Linked DNA regions of Salmo salar: region 2 is linked to region 1. The links are chromatin contacts, called in public Hi-C maps. All regions are on one chromosome and are shown on one strand. The core of a region is the stretch at or near the end of the contact, and the rest is flanking DNA. Distances in the headings are between cores, read along the strand shown.

What was found. Hi-C and Micro-C count contacts between places; a contact is called where the count stands out from the background.
Region 2: a Hi-C map of gill shows a contact between it and region 1, with 4 times the contacts expected there. The contact joins the promoter of LOC106563207 here to the enhancer-like site in region 1. A contact is called at or near these places in 2 of 3 Hi-C or Micro-C datasets (gill and muscle).

The regions. Positions count from the first base shown.
Region 1 is chrssa11:87,036,075-87,039,963 of Ssal_v3.1, forward strand. It overlaps LOC106563207 (guanine nucleotide-binding protein G(z) subunit alpha), which reads right to left. Exons shown (of 3, transcript XM_014128552.2): 3 at 3,615-3,889. Among protein-coding and RNA genes, the nearest start is that of LOC106563208, 40 kb to the left of the region's middle. Within about 2 kb of position 1,802, at least 1 of the 13 cell types and tissues checked has an H3K27ac peak or open chromatin away from gene starts, as enhancers often do. A contact at or near this core is called in gill, where this site is marked.
Region 2 is chrssa11:87,092,412-87,096,300 of Ssal_v3.1, forward strand. LOC106563207 (guanine nucleotide-binding protein G(z) subunit alpha) reads right to left here and starts at 2,192. Exons shown (of 3, transcript XM_014128552.2): 1 at 1,918-2,192.

The sequences.
Region 1 (3,889 bases), core at 552-3,051:
CAAATCCTTTCTGGGTAACAATTAAAGCTGCAATATGTAACTTTTTGGGCGAACTGACCAAATTCACATAGAAATGTGAGTTAGTGATCTTTCATTCTCATTGAAAGGAAGACTAAGAAGCGGTAGATCTGTTCTATGTACGCTATTCCTATGCTTCATCTATCTTAAGTTTTGTTTTTGCATCTTTTACTTTTGTTTTTTTACACCAGCTTCAAACAGCTGAATATACAATATTTTGAATTATGGAAAATATATTTCACAGCGGTTTAGATGGTACAATGATTCTCTACACTGTACTTGCTTGTTTTGTCACATAAACTGAAATTAGGCGAACTAGTAGAATTTTTGCAAACAGGAAATGGCGGAGCGATCACCTTACTGTGATTTTTGCTTGGACTGTCTGGGAGTGGTCTGAGTGGGGATGGGGAAACTGAAAGTTAGCTGTTATTGACAGAGAGGTTTGGAACTCTCTTTCTTATTGGTCTATAAACTAATTTACCACATGGTGGTGTCCCCATGGAAGGTCAAAACTTCGTACCACCAAAACAAGCTGTTTAAAACAGCTCTTACACTTAAAGGGCATTTATCATAATTTTCACAATTTAACAGTATTATCCCAACCTCATAGTGTGAAAATATATATGAAACACTTGAAAATTACGTTTTTGACTGCACTGGGCCTTTAAAGAGTGCAGGTGAGGCTACCGATGTTCTCTTCAGAGGTAGACTCGCTCTGGCAGCCAAAACAGCCAAATACTCCATCTTAACGTGAATCGATTCTCAATTGCTATACGGTTCTAGAAACAGCGTCGGGGCTCTTAACAAAAGGCCTCCGGGAAGAAGATACCTTCATCAACAGGTGGTAAAGGTAGTTCGCTTCTATGAATGGGCAACCGTGTTCACATTCATACCGAGCATAGTGGCTCTTAACAAAAGGCCCCCCGGAAGAAGATACCTTCATCAGTAGGCGCTAAAGGCAGCTAGCTTCTATGAAGGGGGTATAGGGCTATGTGCAACCAGCTGCAGTCTATTCCATCTATGCAATGATGAGAAATCCTGGAAAGTTACAGTAATGAAACTGAAGTATGTGTTTAGTTTGTATTCTTTAGTAAGAACAGTGGTCCCACTCTTTCTTCTCTAGTTAGTATGGTTGAACACACAAGCTCTCAAAAGTATACAGAGAAAAATGAAACTGATTGCCAAGGTCCTCCAAATTACTGCAGATGATACTGTCTGTGTGATGGAAGTGAATAAGACCAATCATTGAAATGATCGATAGCTCTAGAGGCTTAATTCCTCTTTCTCATTAAGAATTGATTGGCTACAGAGAGTCTCTCATCAGCTGGAAAAGTCTCAGGGGGAGACATGTAGAGGCCTCTCTGGTTAAGCACTGTTTGAAGTGGGCAATTATCTAGCTGGTGGGGAGTGGGCAATGTTAGATATATTTATGAAATAATATCCCACCTCTGTTTTCAGACAGGTGTCTTCTTTCTCAGTATGCTGTGAATCTGTCACTGCTGCTGCAAGTTCCACTCTCACCCACAGGGAGGCAGCATAGGTCCAGATACAGAGCCATCCATGCATACTGCTGTGTCATGCAAAACAGGTTTGATTTTTCCCCACATACTACCTACATAAAACATTATCCCCCTATCTTATAATTATAAAGGATTGTCCAACTGTCAAATAGGTCCCAGGCCTGGTGCCTGAGAGGGAAGTCTTAACAGGATCACTGTCTGCCACCGTGTGCCAACTAATGTCCTTTTAATGGCACTAACCCGAATGCATGTGAGTTAATAGCTCCTTCTCACCCTAGGTGTAATTCCATTTCATCCCTGATCAATAGTGATTGACTGTAAAACAGTGTATGAGGCTTAATTGCACCCCTCACCTCCCTGACATTCATCCGATCCTGTTGCGAAGCCATTTGAGCCTTTCAGTGACAGAGACAAAACAGACAAATATGACAGTTAAGCCCTTCAGCACAGGATCATATTACAGTTGTGCTGAATGATGACGTTTGAATAGACATTCACATGTCCTCTCTGACTTTCAGTGTGGAATTTGGGCCTGTCATTGTTTGTTTTATCAAAATATTGTGTATGTTCAACACCTCTGTTGGCAAAGGGCATCTTCAGTCACCGTCTATTACTAATACACTTGAGAAAATCGACTGGAGTCTTTTGAGGTGTCTGTCATATGCTGCAAATTGCACAAAAATCTATAAAAATTGAGTTGTGATCCCACTGAGTTACAGCAAGAAGATACAAAGCAAATAGAGATAAAGCCATTTGCTTTACAAGTGAGCACACAATGCATTTCAACACCAGTAGATGCCTTAAGAGCATTTCTGGTGGAAACACAAAGCATGCTCCAGAAACATTGCTCTGGCCCTCAATGTTATAATTCCTAACAATTTTGTGAGTGCAAAACTTGTTTCCATGTATGGCTGCTGCTTGCTTTGTTCCACATAGTTTCCACTTCACCCACCAACAACATTAAAAAACATACTGTGTCCACAGCACCTCAGTGGTTATTGCCTCTGCCATGTGATGTAAGATATATTTTGTACTGAAGCTTTGAAATTATATTTCCATGATGGATGAATGATTGAAAACATTGACGGTTTTAAGTCTGTTTGCTCTCCATATGTCTTTAAATTCACCTCCCTTCCAGTAATTCAAAAGTATTCTGTAGTCTCTTACTCAGTTGGTATCACTCCTCATGACAGCCACCAGGTATGATTTTAGCAGGCCTTTGCTTTCTTTTCACTGGAATTCATTTACATTTTACAACTCAAACAAATGCCCATTGTTACTGTTACTATTACACCATAACCATACTCACAAAATATGAGTCTTGGTGGATCTCTCACTCTCTCTCTCTCTCTCTGAGGCGTAGATGTCAACAAGGTTAAAACCAGGTCCAGCTACAGGGTCAGCAGGTCAGGGTTGAAATTGAGTAATCCGGCACGGCTCTGACAGACACTGTCCTTTGTTTTTACTCAGTCACGTCGATCATTCCATGCAAGCTAACTTAATGAAGCAATAATGCATAGATTCTGCTATACATTCTAAATAAGCAGGAGGCTCCGTGGCTGGCCAAACAGTGACCTGTGTAACCATTTGCAGTAGGAAAAGGTCATACAGGGTTTGTGCTCTAATTAGAGTGGAATGTGTGGTCATCCTAATCACCTCTGCCACCCCGTCACGTCTCTGCTGCAACACAATTCTCATTACATAAATCAATTTACCAGTAATTGAATTGCCTACTCTAATTGTGTGTTAATTATGTGTCCCTCCCTGGTAGTGCAGCATGGTGGCCCAGAAAAGAACAGGCTCTTTTTAGGGTTATTTAGGAGAGAAGAGAGAGAGATGATTTAGGAACTGCATGTCCAACTCACAAATTGGAAAATACTTTATGGAGGGAAATAGTGGGAGCGTGGTGTGAGATTAGAATTAGTGGCATAAGTGCTTCATCAGCCACAGTGTCTGGAATGATATTTGTGGAAACTTTTCTCATGCAGATCTGAAACATAGCTGCATGTATTTCCCTGTATACTCCCACCCTACCCATGACCACCACCCAAAAACACATTCTCTGCACAACCAGGATTTGCATAATTCATTTTATTTTGTATTATTTTTTATAGTTGTTGTAAATTGGCTGTTTTTTTGTTGAACTGGACATCCTGTAAAGTCAAGCCTGAAGCCCTTAGCTGAGTTTGCACATCATCCTCTTCGCTGAAAAGTTGAGGGTTGGAGAGTAGAGCGGGGCTTTCATCCCTCTCTCTCTCTCGCTTTAACGTTCTCTCTCTCTCACTGTATCCTAACTCAACCCTTTATTGATCCTTTTTTTATGGTGAACCTTACAGCATATTTACACATCA
Region 2 (3,889 bases), core at 942-3,441, 57 kb after region 1:
TAGCCCCTCGACCCCTCCCTGCGCAGGTTCTCTTTCACACACACACACACACACACACACACACACACACACACACACACACACACACACACACACACACACACACACACACACACACACACACACACACACACACACACACACACACACACACCCCTGCGTTGCCGAATAACCCCCGCTCCACGAGTCATGGCAATGCTCCATTAGCGATAGGAGAGATTGTAGAGACACAAAATGTCACAAATGACCCTCAGTGCTGTGGCCACTGGAGAGCAGGAAACACACACTCTGTCACTTTCTCAGAATCACACTCGCACACACCCATCCTGGGTCAACACGGTTTTCGATCGATGTGCTGATGTTATTGTTGATGTGGGATGGCAGGCAGAGCGCTGCAAGGGCAGATGCTAAAATGCCAGTGTGAAGCCACTGCTCATCTGTCCAGCCCAGTGCCTGCCTGCAGAGCAACACTCCATGGGGTGTGTGCACCTCCCACCGCACAGTCACATTCATTGTCTCGCTAAGCCAGTCATCAGCAGATCCTACGTGACAGTACTTTTATTGGCTCTCTTACCTCTCTCCCTCTCACCACTCTCCCAACTCTCTTATCTCTCTGCCTCTCCCACCTCTCTCCCACCGCTCTTACCTCTCTCCCACCTCTCTTACCTCTCTCCCTCTCACCACTCTCCCAACTCTCTTATCTCTCTGCCTCTCCCACCTCTCTTACCTCTCTCCCACCTCTCTTACCTCTCTCCCTCTCTTACTTCTCTCCCTCTCTCCCACCTTTCTACCACCTCTCTCCCTTCTCTCTCTCTCTTACTTCTCTCCCTATCTTACCTCTCTCTTCATTCTCTCCCTCTCTTACCTCTCTCCCACCTTTCTCCCACCTCTCTTACCTCTCTCCCACCTCTCTTACCTCTCTTACTTCTCTCCCTCTCTTACCTCTCTCTTACCTCTCTCCCTCTCTTACTTCTCTCCCTCTCTTACCTCTCTCCCTCTCTCCCACCTCTCTACTTCTCTCCCACCTCTCTTCCTCTCTCCCACCTCTCCCACCTCTCTTACCTCTCTCCCACCTCTCTTTCTCTCTTACTTCTCTCTCTTACCTCTCTCCCACCTCTCTTAATTCTCTCCCTCTCTTACCTCTCTCACCTCTCTCCCCCCTCTACTTCTCTCCCACCTCTCTTACCTCTCTCCCTCTCTACTTCTCTCCCACCTCTCTTCCTCTCTCCCACCTCTCCCACCTCTCTTACCTCTCTCCCTCTCTCCCACCTCTCTTTCTCTCTTACTTCTCTCTCTTACCTCTCTCCCACCTCTCTTAATTCTCTCCCTCTCTTACCTCTCTCACCTCTCTCCCCCCTCTACTTCTCTCCCACCTCTCTTACCTCTCTCCCTCTCTTACTTCTCTCTCTCTCTTACCTCTCTCCCTCTCTTACTTCTCTCCCACCTCTCTTAATTCTCTCCCTCTCTTACCTCTCCCACCTCTCTTACCTCTCCCACCTCTCTTACCTCTCCCACCTCTCTTACCTCTCTCCCTCTCTTACTTCTCTCCCTCTCTTACCTCTCTCCCTCTCTTACCTCTCTCCTTCTCGTTCGCTCATGATCGATGGGATGGACAGAGCACGCACACATCCCGATTTACCATTCCCCAACATAACCATATACTGTATCTATGAAGGCTGTATCAAGGAGGATATGTACTCAGACACTGGCTCTCCTAGTCCACCTACACAGAGAGGAGGGAACTGGAGAAACAGCCTAGCCTTGGTGCCATCTCAGAACATCACCTTCATGAAAGATCCTGTTCCTCCACTTGAATCCAATTACACAGCAATTCCTCACCCCAGCCAAACAAAGAGGGCCAACTTAGTGGTGATGACAAAACGAAAGAGTGTGAGAAAATAAAGCAGGCAGGCTTACCGTTTCACCGTCCAGGGTCCGTTCACCAGGGATACTGCAGACAAACACTCGCATGGGAGAGATAAGCAGTGTGCAATCCACCCTTAGTCCAACATTCTCCTATAACACACTCTCTCTTCCACGCATAGTCTCTCTCTTTCTATCCCCCTCTTTCTCGTCTCTCTTATTATTGTCTGTTCTATTTCCTCTCTTGTTTGCTCCAAGGCAGTTGAGACACTGCAGCGATGGGGGAGGAGGGCGTGTGTGCGTGTTTGAGTGTGTCAGAGAGCGGAGGGAGAGGGAAATGAAGGGAGGAGTCAGCAGAGATAAAGAGAAGGGAGGAGTCCGCAGAGATAAAGAGAAGGGGGAAACGGACAGGATTAAATCATGAGAGAAACAGAGGGGAAAAATGGCACCAAGCTAAACAGAACACAGAGTGGTGACAAAAACAGAATACAATAGAATCTGTTTGTTGCATTGCCATATGAAGGGAAAATGTAAAACATGGAAATAAAAACGGACAGAGCAGCAATAGAAAGGCCTGGTTATGTGTGTTATTCAATGTATAACAACCCTGCTTATTCTCTTTCTCTGGTCTATGACAAGTCAACAGTAGCCTTGGCTGAGGTTTCATTCATGGCTAGAATAGCATGCATGATAGAGAGAGCGAGAGTGTGGAGGGGAGATGAAGGGACGGGAGAGGAGGGATGACGCTAGGGGACTGGGAGGGGGATTGGATAATGGTGTAATGTGCTGTTTCCGTGCCAACAGTTTCTGTGACAGAAGGACCACTTCCTTTACTGCTATTGGCTCTAACCATGAACAGATAGATAGGCTGACAAATTAAAAATACTAGTATGCGATGTGAAGGGGCAGTGCTTGCTGTTCTCATCACCTCATCTATCTTTGGTAAAAACAGACCTTCTGCTTATACCCATAACAAGGGAACACACACACACACACACACACACACACACACAGGTTATATTGCTGAAGCCACTGCATGACGTTGACTGCACATCCATCATTAAGGACAAGGGCTGTGTGTGTGTAAGGAGACTCCTCGGTTTGAGCCAATAGCAGTAAAGGAAGTCTTCTCACACCCCCTGGCTAGGAGAAAGAAACCCAGTATCAGATTGCTGGGGATGTGGTGAGGAAATGAGAACTGTAATTCTTAGAACTCCTAAAGTACACCATACTCTCAATAAATGCTATTAAATAAATGCTCAATGAATTCACTAGATCCAGTGAAGAGCAGCACATCTGGTGGGGGTAGGTACTAGTAGACATGTCTGCCTCCACTGACCTCTGACCCCTCAACCAGACCTGTTAATCCAGCCTGACAGGCAGATGCTGTGAGGGGGGGGGTTGGAAGCTTGTCATTGTCCCACCACAGCCTCTCTCTCCCTCCCTGTTGGCTGCTGGGTTATGGGTCATAAATGAGCTAGTGCTAGCTACTCAATCTTTCAGTCTCTCTCTAGTCTCTCACTTTTTGTCTGCCTCTCTCACTCTCACCCTGTAAGGAAGACTGGACATGAGGAATTGTTAATCCGTACAATTTAAGAACCAGTAATCTGTCAAAAGAGGTAGAGAGAGAGAGAGAACGAGAGAGCGAGCGAGAGAGATAGAAATCAAGGGGAGGAGAATGGCTCTATCTATTTGTCTCCCCTTAGAATTCCCTAGAGGTTATAACCTCCAATAACAAAATGTGATGTGCCAAACCATAGACATAAAGGATGGGATATGGTCCAATCCACAGTTTACCACCAAAATGATTCCTTTCATTCTCTCGAGGCATGAAAAAGCCTCCCTGAAGTTGCCTCATAAGAAAACAATGTCTTCTTGACCCAATTCATTGCCACTATCATATGCAACTTTAACTACAACACGTTCACCTACAAAAGAACCTGGTCATTGTGACCATCTTTATGCATGAATAGCATCTTGTTTTCTTATAACTAAAGGGATTTGAATATATAAGTGTCCTACATTT